2 separate regions of the Oryctolagus cuniculus genome follow, and region 2 is linked to region 1. The links are chromatin contacts, called in public Micro-C maps. All regions are on one chromosome and are shown on one strand. The core of a region is the stretch at or near the end of the contact, and the rest is flanking DNA. Distances in the headings are between cores, read along the strand shown.

Region 1 (5,956 bases), core at 3,116-5,615:
TTTTTTTTTTTTTTGAGATTCACTTATTTTATTAACTCAAAAGGCAGAGTGGCAGGAGAGAGAGAGATCTTCCATCTGCTGATTCACTCCCCGAATGGCTAACATGGCCAGAGCTGGGCCAGGCTGAAGTCCCGAGCCAGCAACTCCATCTGGGTCTCCCAGGTGGGTGGCAGGGGCCTAAGCACTTGGACCATCTTCTGCTGCTTTCACAGGCACATTAGCAGAGAGCTGGATTGGAAGTGGAGCAGCCGGGACTCAAACCAGCTCTCTGATATGGGATGCCGGCGTTGCATGCAGCAGCTTAACCCACGGTGTCACGTCACTGGCCCCTTGAGTACTTTTGAAAGCATTGCCGGGCCTGGATCACTCATTCCAGCAATTGTCTGCTGAGAACTTACTGTGTGTCAGATGCTGTGGCCTCTCGTTCCCTTTTGTCCCCTGTGCTGAGAATCATTTACCAGTGAGGGCTGAGACAGACAGACACACACACACACACACACACACACACACACTCTCCCCCTGGCCTGGAGGGGGCTCACACATACACACACACACACACACACACCTCCCCCTGGCCCAGAGGAGGCACACACACACACACACACACACACCCCTCCCCCTGGCCCGGAGGAGGCTCACACACACACACACACCCTCCCCCTGGCCTGGAGGGGGCTCACACATACACACACACACACACACACTTCCCCCTGACCCAGAGGAGGCTCACACACACACACACACACACACCCCTCCCCCTGGCCTGGAGGGGGCTGAAACACACAGACACACACACACACACACACACCCCTCTCCCTGGCCTGGAGGGGACTGACACACACACACACCCCTCTCCCTGGCCTGGAGGGGACTGACACACACACACACACCTCCCCCTGGCCTGGAGGGGGCTGAAACACACATACACACACACACCTCCCCCTGGCCCAGAGGAGGCTCACACACACACACACACACATACATACCTCCCCCTGGCCCAGAGGAGGCTCATACACACACACACACACACACACCTCCCCCTGGCCCGGAGGGGGCTGAAACACACACACACACATACACATACCTCCCCCTGGCCTGGAGGAGGCTCACACACACACACACACACACACCCCTCCCCCTGGCCTGGAGGGGGCTGAAACACACAGACACACACACACACACACACACCCCTCTCCCTGGCCTGGAGGGGACTGACACACACACACACTCCTCCCCCTGGCCCAGAGGAGGCTCACACACACAAACACAACATACACACCTCCCCCTGGCCCAGAGGAGGCTCATACACACACACACACACACACACACACACCCCTCCCCCTGGCCTGGAGGGGGCTGAAACACACACACACACACACACACACCTCCCCCTGGCCCGGAGGGGACAGAGTCTCAGGTGCCACCATTCCCCTAGAACAGTGATCTGAAAGCTGTGTAAGGAGACCCTGGTTTGCAGAATGAATGCTTACGTCATGTCAGAAACATTCCAATTGGCTTTATCCTTCATTGAGAACTGGAAACAATGCAAGTGTCCACCAGTAGAAGAAGGGGTGAACTGCAGTGATTGCACACCATAGACTATCACGCACACATGAAAAAGAAGGAACTGGGGCCAGTGCCGTGGCATAGTAGGTTAAGCAGTTGCCTCCAGTGCCGGCATCCCATATGGGCACCGGTTCGAGTCCCGGCTGCTCCACTTCTGATCCAGCTTCCTGCTAATGTGCCTGGGAAAGCAGTGGAAGATGGCCCAAGTGTTTGGCCCCCTTTACCAAGTGGGAGACCCAGAAGAAGCTCCTGGCTTTGGATCAACTCAGCTCCCGCCATTGTGGCCATCTAGGGAGTGAACCAGCAGATGGAAGACCTCTCTCTCTGTCTCTCCCTCTCTCTGTAACTCTGCCTCTCAAAAAAGTAAATAAATCTTAAAGAAAAAAAAAAGGAACTACTTACGTATGCAGCAACAGGGGTGCCTGTCATGCCATTCCATGGAGCTGCAGACACTATCATGGGGGAATGCACGTTGTGTGATCCATTTGCACAAAGTTCTAGCATAAGCAAAAGCAATGCATGGTGAAGCAGTCAGAATCCTTGGCCACTCTTGTGGGAGTGTGGATGAGAGGGGGCACCGGGGCTCCCTGGGGTGTTGGCAGTGCTCTCCGCCTTGGCCTGCGGTAGTTACACAGCTGTGTGCCCAAAAGGAAGGATGCACCGTAGCCTGTGGAAGTGACCACTCAACGAAAAGTTAAAGAACATCCTGTTAGGGCCCCACCTTGCTCTGACCCTGGGGCCAGGGACCCTGGCTGTTGGGGCTCGCCGGCCTCACCAGTGACACGCTGCCGTCCCGCCCTCAGAGTAGCCTGGCCCAGTGGGGCGCGGCGGCGGCCATGCAGGTGGTGTCTCGGAGGCGGAGCGAGGTCCGCGTGCCCTGGCTGCACCATCTTGCTGCGGCCCAGGAGGAGGAACACGCCGACCAGACAGACACAGAAGGAGAGGAGACAGAGGAGGAGTCAGAGTCGGAGACGGAGGAGTACAAGCTCAGAGAGGTGCGGGGCCCATGGGAGCTCAAGGTCCCTCAGCCCACAGGGGGGAGGGGCAGAGGCAGAGGGGGCAGTAGGGGTCTCTGCCCCAGCCTCGGGCCGTGGGACATGGCTGCAGCATGCTTCACCCCGCCCCAAACGCCCAGGACCTCCCTGTCACTCTCAGCGGTCCCTCACGGCACCCCCGGGAAATCAGGCAGGGCGGGGAGTCTTGGCCCTTTTTACAGATCAAAGCACTGAGGGGCAGAAAAGGGGGAGGGACAATCCTAAGGACACACAGCTGTGCCAGAGCAGGCCCCAAGTATCTTCAATTTGACGTCCACATGTTTTCCCCTCTGACTCTAGGGCAGCCCTGGTAGCCAGGAGAGGTGGGGGGGGGGGTGGGCAGGGGAGTCTCTGACTGCGCTCTGGCCCGCAGGTAGCAGCCCTGCCCAGCCCGCAAGGCCTCCTGGGCAGCGTGGCGCACACCCTGCAGAAAACCCTGTATGGCACCATTTCGGCCGTGACGTGGGCACCCAGGGCCGTGCTGGGCACGGCAGGGAGGATGCTGCACCTCACGCCCGCCCACGCTGCCTCCTCCACCAAGGGCAGGGCCATGTCCCTCTCGGATGCCCTGAAGGGCGTTACTGACAACGTGGTGGACACTGTGGTGCACTACGTGCCGGTGAGTCTCACCCCGGGCTAAGCGGGCACTCTCTCCATGATAGAGTTCACTGAAGGGGCTGCAGACCCTCCATCCCCTCAGCCCAGGGGACTAACCCCCTGCAAGCCGCAGTGCCCTGGGAACATTCACATATATGGGGGTCCCCCAACCCCGGGAGCAGCGTGGCCCATGGCCTTGGTCACTGTGCCAGCAGGAGTCTCCCACCATCCCTCTGAAGCTTCCCCCAACCCCCAGCTGAAGGATCTGGCAGGTCTGGGGGCTGCTGCCCAAGCAGGGGTTGGAGGAGTTCTGCACCACACAGGACAGGTGGGGCACGAGTTTCAAGGGTTACCAGTGGAGTCCATTCCGATACTGTCACCCAGAGGAAAACCCCGAGGACAGCATTGCCATCTCTTGGGGCCCATTCCCAGAGCAAGTCACATTGTGCAGGCTGGTGGGGGCTGGCCAGGGCCAGAGGCGCTGTTAGAGCCAGCAAGGAGCTACATCACTCAGTCTCTGCACCCCGTGCATCTCGCCGCCCCCCACCCCAACATGACCAGACAGAACCCCGGCCCCTGGGCGGAGTCAGTGTGTAGACCACGCAGCTTGCAGCTCTGGCCCAAGAAGAGTTAGGAAGGCCCAAGGGACCTGTGGGAATCGGGTACCAGGGCCTTCCCCGCGGAGAGCTCAGTGCAGGCGCCACCTCAAGGGTCTCCCTGCACTCCCACCCCCTCCCGCTGTCCCACACCCCAGCCTGTGCCTTCCCGATGGCCGCTCCGGGAGTGGCAATGAATGGGGGGTGGGGTAGGCAGAAGAGGGTTGGAGACCCAGGGACGAGAGCCACGCCGGGGCCCCTAACGTGACCGCCGGGCCCTCAGCTCCCCAGGTTGTCGCTGATGGAGCCCGAAAGCGAGTTCCGCGACATCGACAACCCGCCGGCCGAGCCGGAGCGCAAGGGGTCGGCGGCGCCTCCCGCCAGCCCGGAGCCCGCGCCGCGCCCCGCGCCGCCCCGCGGCGGCCTGCGCAGCGCGCGGGGCCCGGGGCTGGAGGACAAGGCGGAACCGCTCGCCGCGCCGCGCTCGGGCTTCCTGGCCGCGCCGCGCGAGAAGCCCACGCGCAGGGTCAGCGACAGCTTCTTCCGGCCCAGCGTCCTGGAGCCCATCCTGGGCCGCGCGCAGTACAGCCAGCTGCGCAAGAAGAGCTGAGGCCGCGCGCCGTCCCCCGCCAGCGAACGGAACCCGCGCTGCCCGGGGAGCGCCGGGCGTCTTCAGAGCGGCCCCTGGGGACCCCGGCCTTGTTCTTTCCCGCGCTGCCGCTCAGGCACGCATCATCGTTGCAGCACAGCCGAGCCAGTGCTCCGAGGGCCACGGGCCATCTCAGCTTCGGTGGCTTTTTAAAAAATGTATTATTGTTATTATTAGCGTCGCGCCCCGACCCTCTGATGATCTAGGCTGTCTGCTCTCTGCAGGCCGCCTTTGCAGGGAGCGTTTATTTAAAGCACTGCGCTGCCCTGCGCAGGCCCAGTCCCAGGCCTGGCCTCTCTAGCGCCACCCCCTGCCCACAGCCGCACTCGCATTCGCATCATCCTCACTGCCGTCTGCTGTCTGTCCTTGGAACGCCGGTAGGATGTCCTTTCGCCCAGTGTAGTCTGTACTGTCTGGGCCACATATAGAGGTTCTACACTCCACTTCAAATCCTATTTTTGGAAATGTTAGTACTTGGTCAATCTAGGAAATGCATACATATAAATAAAATATTCAAACATTGCAAAAGGATGTGCGTTTTCCTCCCGGAACCCCTACCCCCACCCAGTTCGCCTTCATAAGGACAACCATGGGAGGGCCTCTGGTGTGTCTTTCCATCCCAGAATACCCACGTGCACCCGCTCAGCTGTCCACTTCCCACCTTTGCTTTTACGGCTATGAGTTGTCATACCAATCTGCTTCGCCACTGAACCATGCACCCTCGAGATCTGTAAATCCAACTATCCAATTTACTCTGCTTTTTTAAAAAAATATTTTATTTACTTAGACACAAAGATATCTTTCATCCTCTGGTTTCACTCCCCAAATGGCCCACAATGGCCAAGACTTGGCCAGGAAAGCCAAGAGCCAGGAGCTTCTTCCAGGTCTCCCACAAGGGTAGCAGGGGCCCAAGCATTTGAGCCATTTTCCCAGGCCAAGTTAGCTCCCTGCTAACTTGGCAATGGAGCAGCCAGGACTCGAACTGGTGCCCACGTGGGATGCTGGCATCGCAGATGGCAGTTTTACCTGCTATACCACAGTGTTGGTCCCCAACTTACTCTTCTTTTCAAAAAATATTTATTAGAGAGAGAGTAAGCGACAGAGCACTTCCACCTGTTGGTTCACTTCAGCCTGCAGTGACTGAGAGCAGACTGAGCCAAAGCCAGGAGCCGGGAAAGCAATCCAGGTCACCCGTGTGGATGACAGGAACCCAGTGTCTTCATCCATGAACGCTGTCTCTCACTCGCAGGAAGCTGGAATCAGGAACCGGAGCTGGGTATTGAACCCAAGTCCTCAGGATAAGGGACCCAGGTACCTCCACCAGTATCTTAACCTCTAGGCCAAACACCTGTCCCCTACTTGCTCTTTTGAGTGGCCACGTATTAGCACTATTATTACACACTGGACAATATGGATGTGCCGCATTTGCTTTAGCAGTCTTCCTCATGATAGACTTTTAGTTGTTTCCAATGCGTCTACTCTTGCAAACTGTGCTATAGTAAAGATCCTTGGGG
Region 2 (5,558 bases), core at 6-2,505, 66 kb before region 1:
CTTCCCACCTGGAGAGGCCCCGCCCCCTCCCTCATGGAGGGGCCAGCATCAGGCCGGAGCTCTTGTTCTCTCTTGCTCTTCCACCACAGACCATGGCTGGAGCTGCTGCTGGCTGGGTGGGGGGTGGGGTGGAAGGGTTGGGGGGGCGGGAAGCCCTCTCTCCCCTCCCCCACCCCCTCCTTGCGGGCCCACTGCCCACCCTTCATGAGTGTGGGCAAGCCACGCTCGTGTGCGTCTGTGGGTTCACGCTCCCGTCATGTGAACAGATTTTCTGTATCACTTTCTGCACCGTATTCGTGCCTGCACTCGGAAGGTTCGCCTCCGTGCAAGGCAAGAGCCTGGACCCCAGCCCGCACCGGTGCCCACCACAACTCCCGACAAATAACTCACGGGACCCCCACCCGCTGGGGGGTCTTTAAATACCACCGCATTCAGTTCAATCTTACAGCGTGTTTTCGTGGCCCCTTGAATCTGTTTTCTTGGACTGCGATCCTAATTAGCCTCAAATAGAAGTTTTTTTTTTTTTTTTTTTTTTTTTTCCCTCTTGACTAGGCTGATTTCCTGCCCGGTTGACACAATCAAAATAACTTCAACCCAAAGCGAGAAAAGTGGCCACGTCCTGACGGGGAGGAAACGGGCGTCCACAGGGGAGAGGGGTCTCCAGTGTGCCCGACTTTCCAAGCTCACGCAACACCGAGCGAGTGGCTTCCAGCCCTTCCCTGAGTGCCTGGCCACGTCCTGTGTGCAAGACGCAGGGCGGGACGCGCTCACGGCCCCCTGTGCCCCTGCCGCAGCCTGGAGCCACCCCCAAGAACCCGCAGGCTGCGGGACGTCAGGGAAGACTCCCCAGCACAGCGGCTGGAGGGGCGAGGGGCGGGGCGGCCGGGCTGGAAGCAGGGCGAGGCCTGCACGGTGGCTCCCACAGCTCTGGAGCTAGGTGGGTGCTTCCTTGTTTGCTGACACGGGCCGCGGTGAGCACGAGCCGGCGGGCGGAGGGGACTGCCAGGGTGAGAGCATTCAAGGGGCGGCGTGCGCCAGGCAGCTGGAGGCGAGGTTGCCCCTGCCAGCCGGGGCAGAGGTGGCGGGAACGCTGCCACGTGGGGAGCGCGGGGCAGCCACCTCAACCCTGGCTCTGCGCACTTCTGTGCCTAAGGATCTGCAGTAATTCACCCCCAGGCTTGATGCAAACACATGGGGTCACCCGCGAAGGCGAGGGGGTGGGGCCTGGACCTTGCTGGGCCTTGCACGCCACAGGGACTATGGGCCAAGAGTCTGCTGCTGTGTGTCCCACGGGGTCCTGAAAATTCTGTCCTGGTGTGATCACAGCGGGGGGCCGGGGCAGCTGGGCGGGGTGGGGCGGCCCACTGGCTGCTGACTGGCTGGCCACTGCAGTTCTGGAACTTTCCATCTGTTGCTACACAGACCCACTGCCTTACAGTTTCACCTAGTTTTAGGGCCAAGGACGCGATTTTAGACACAAGGAGTAAACGGGAAGAAAACACTGGGGAGCAAACTCCTTGGGACCCTCCCCACCTGCCCCCCAACCCCCGCCTCCGGTGGTGGGCTGTCAGTGAGGGTCTGGCTGCGGGCACGTCCCCCGTGAAACACCCGGGGACCTCTCTGGGAAGGCCCAGGCACCGACTGGAGCTCGGTGCTCCCCGGTCACCCGCGGCTGCCAGGGGCACAGGATTCGCGTCTTAGCGTCAGGGCCCTGTAGATGGTCCTTCAGGTTCAGGCTGAGGTAACCAGGAGCCCGGCCTACGCCCACCACGCACTGTCTCCTCCCCAAAGCTCGCCCCTGCCCATCTCAGCCCCCACCCTGCCCCACGTGGCTGCCGCCTCTCCTCCCAGCCGTGGGCTCTGGGGGGCCCTCGGCACCCCGCCCTTCCCAGGAGACAGCTGGGAGACAGCGAGGCACACGGAGGTGAGGGGCTGGCAGGGGCCTCGCGGCCCAGAGCGAGGAAGTCAGGACACAGGGACTCTTCCCACCGCCCACAGAGCCCCCCAGGAAAAAGTGAAGTCCCGCAGGGCCGTGTGATACCGGATCTACAAACAGTGGACAGAGGGCGGGCGTCTCGTGGAGTGGGTAAGGTGTCGCTCCAGACACTCAGGTCTGTATCGGAGCACCTGCGTTCCAGTCCCGGTTCCCTTCTGATTCGCTTCCTGCCACCACCCAGGGGAGGCAGGAGATGGCGGCTCAAGTCCTCCAGCCCCGTGCCCCACAGGGGAGACCTGAATGGAGTTCCGGGCCCCTGGCTTCAGCCCGACCCAGCCCTGGCTGTTGTGGACATTTGGGGGAGTGACCCAGGAAATGGAAGATATCTGACTTTCAAATGCAGTGGGAGCAAATACATTTTTTTAAAAAACACGTATGGAATGCGTTATTGTTTTTAAATGCATTCCCCTCACGGTAACCGCAGTGCTCAGTTTTCTGGTGGAAGCGCTAAGGCTGATAAACACTTCGTGGCTGTATTCTCCTGCTTTTTCAAATTTCTGCAAGTTCATACAGAACTTGGAGAGGGTGAACTCGCTTTCCTCAGTGGGTTCCGGTGTGGGGCTCTGGGTCTGAGGGAGCTGCGGGAGTAGGTTCAGCAGGTGGCTGGTGTCCGGTCACCGTGGGCGGGGAGGTGGGAGGGAGCCGCCCTGGGCTGCAGCCGCTGGCTCCGGCCCACGCCCAGGAGGGCAGCCTCTGGCTCTGCAGACAGGAAAGGGCAGGGGTGTGGCCAGAGTCCACAGCAACAGAAACAAGTTCAATAAACAAGGTCTGGGCCCTCTGTCAAGAGCACAGGCAAGCTGGGCCAGGCCCTCCCCAGGGGAACTGCTCCTGCGGCCACGATCTAACACCATGCTCCTGGTTTACATTTCACCATTTTTAAAAGGTTTATTAATTTTATGTATTTGAAAAGGAGAGCGACAGAGAGAGAGAGAGAGAGAGAGAGAGAGAGAGATCTGTCTTCCACCCCTCGTTCACTCCCTAAATGCCCACAACAGCTGGGTTTGGGCCAGCCCAAAGTCAAGAGCCAAGAACACTGGATCTCCCACGAGTGGCAGGGACCCAAGTACTCGAGCTGCCGCCGCCGCCTCTCTGGGTGCACACCAGCAGGACGCTGGACCAGGAGTGGAGGAGCAACTCAGCCCAGGCGCTCTGAGACGGGTGTGGGAGCCCCCAGAGGCAGCTTCACCCCACACCACTGCACACTCCCCATGCACACTGTTGGTAGAAAAGTCGCACACAGGGAAAACACAAAGCAGAAAACCGCACACGCTTGCCTCTCCCAGATGTAGCCAGCGCCACCATGGTTGTACACCCTGCCAGTCCCCACTCACTCAAAATCAGGATTACATTACAAATATCCTACAACTTTTCTTTTTGAGAAATTTCAAATCCATAAAGAAGTAACATTCTTTCTCTCCCTTTCCCCCTTTCCCTCCCCCTCTTCCCTTCCCTCTCCCCCTTTCCCTCCCCCTCTTCCCTTCCCTCTCCCCCTTTCCCTCCCCCTCTCCCCCTTTCCCTCCCCCTCTCCCCTTTGCTCTCCCCTCCCCCTTCCTTCCCCTTCCCCCTTTCCCTCCCCTTCTCCCCTTCCCTTTCCCTTTCCCCTCCCCTCTCCCCTCCCCCTCCTCCTTCCCCCTCCCCTTCTCGCTCTCCAGACGTCCCTGATTTCATCGCTGTTAACCCTTTCACCATGTGTCTCGCCACAGAGGTTTTCCTGGACCACTTGACAGGCTGCCCGAGGTGGCTGGGGAGCCTTCCTTCTGCCATTTGGGTATTTATGACATCATTTGCGGGCCATACAAAACTGTCAGTGTCAAAACAGCCTGCTACAGATGCACTGAATTTCAAGTCCCACCTGCCAGTGCCTTGGCAGGGCCAGACCCAGCGATCTCCCAGCCTCACCTGGCCCATGGGCCTGATGTCGGCCAGCCCTGCTCCGCAAGGCCAGCCAGGCCCCAGGGCTCAGGAGGAGCAAGGGCGGTTGTTCTTGGCACATCTCTAGGACAATGTCTACCACTCTCTGCTTGGCCCTCTCTCCTGACACTCACAGGACCACATTCCTGTCCTGATGAACAGGGATACTTCTGTCTGGGAGACGCTGACAGCCACACAAGGGACCTACCAAAACTTGGAAAGGACAGGGAGGTGCCCCTGGCGCCTCCTGGTGGTGACATTTGGGATAGCAGCGAGAGGACACAGCACCAAGCCCGGCGCCGCGCACCTGCACCTGACATCTGTCATCTCATGCCACATCTCACCACCAAAACGTCCTCACAAGTGCTCGGCACACAGCAGTATTTTTTTGAATGACTGAGCAAAACGGGGCTCTGAGAGGCAAATGAAGAGCTGGAGTTCAAACCCGAAGCTCCAAGCATTTGCCTTCATTCCTTCTGTGGCAAGAGTCAGAGGAAGGGGAGGTGGCTGCGACTCAGAGGTCCCAGGACACGAGGACATCTGCCAGGTCAGCCGGCTCTGGGTGACCCCACTGCAGCCCAAATGGTAGTCCCATCATGGCGGGAACCATCAACAAGATGCCCAAGTCCCAGCTGCCCGCATCTCAGTCCCGGCTTCACTCCCAACTCCAGCTTCCTGCTAACGCACAGCCTGGGAGGCGGCAGTGACGGCTCAAGGCGTGGGACGCCTGGATTGAGTTCTTGGCTCGGGCTTTGGCTACCCTGGGCATCTGGGGGCGTGCATCAGTGCGTAGGGTGCCCTCTCCTACCTGTCTGGCTCAGTGTCTCTGGTCTCAGCAGGAAGAAGCCAGCAAGTGGAAGCCTCTTCTACCAGGGGGAGTCGACGGCTCCTCCTCTGCCGCCCGCAGGTGGACGCGGGCTGGCCCGGGGCTGGGGTGTGGCGGGGCCCTTACCTCTTCTGCAGGAGCAGCTCACATCTTCTCTCCAGCGGCAGTGCCTCGGGGAAGGCCATGGTGTCCAGCAGGTCCTCCTGGGGAATGGTGTAATTTTTTGAGAGGTTTTCCAGGAGTGGGTAGGCCTCGAAGTTAAAGTAGAAAACAGAATTGCGGGTGTCGCCAGCCTCCTCCTCGGATTTCGCTTCATCCGGACAGTCTCCTGCCATGACAGCAGCACAGCGCTGTGTACGGTGCTGCCCTCCTGGGGACCGCGGCTGGGTGGGGATGCGGGGTAGGTGGGGGGTGCCTGGGTAGAGCCAGGAGGGGCTCGTGATCTGGGGGAGCAGGAGCCCAGAGAGATGCCCTTGTTGGCGTTTTATGAAGGCCCCCTGTGGGGCTTAGCCGCGGTGTCTTTTGGGGACACAGGGTGGGATGGATCCCAGGTAGGGCCACTGGGTGCTGGGATTGTGGAAGTCGGGGAAACAGGCGCAGGTGCTCAGGGGCCCCCCCTGTACCTTGGAGCAGGAAAAACGGAAGTTGTAGGGACACAAGAAACACAGGCTTCCAGGGGACCCCCACGCGGTGGGGCCTGGGGGGAGCAAAGGCACAGACGACCTCGGACTTGGCCGCGTTCATGAGGGACATGGAACCGTTCCTGGTAAAGATGAGCACCTAGGAGGCAAGGGGGCAGGGCGCGGGGACCTCGATTGGACTCTG

What was found. Hi-C and Micro-C count contacts between places; a contact is called where the count stands out from the background.
Region 2: a contact with region 1 is called in a Micro-C map of ear pinna, with 4 times the contacts expected there. The contact joins two enhancer-like sites. A contact is called at or near these places in 3 of 6 Hi-C or Micro-C datasets (ear pinna, psoas muscle and an unstated tissue).

The regions. Positions count from the first base shown.
Region 1 is chr12:99,736,405-99,742,360 of mOryCun1.1, reverse strand. It overlaps PLIN1 (perilipin 1), which reads left to right. Exons shown (of 9, transcript XM_070054543.1): 7 at 2,370-2,561; 8 at 2,974-3,219; 9 at 4,077-4,970. The coding sequence ends at 4,403. Among named protein-coding and RNA genes, the nearest start is that of KIF7, 11 kb to the right of the region's middle. Within about 2 kb of position 4,365, at least 2 of the 8 cell types and tissues checked have an H3K27ac peak or open chromatin away from gene starts, as enhancers often do. A contact at or near this core is called in ear pinna, where this site is marked.
Region 2 is chr12:99,799,803-99,805,360 of mOryCun1.1, reverse strand. It overlaps WDR93 (WD repeat domain 93), which reads right to left. Exons shown (of 14, transcript XR_011381048.1): 12 at 5,357-5,513; 13 at 4,860-5,061. Among named protein-coding and RNA genes, the nearest start is that of PLIN1, 2.9 kb to the right of the region's middle. Within about 2 kb of position 1,255, at least 2 of the 8 cell types and tissues checked have an H3K27ac peak or open chromatin away from gene starts, as enhancers often do. A contact at or near this core is called in ear pinna, where this site is marked.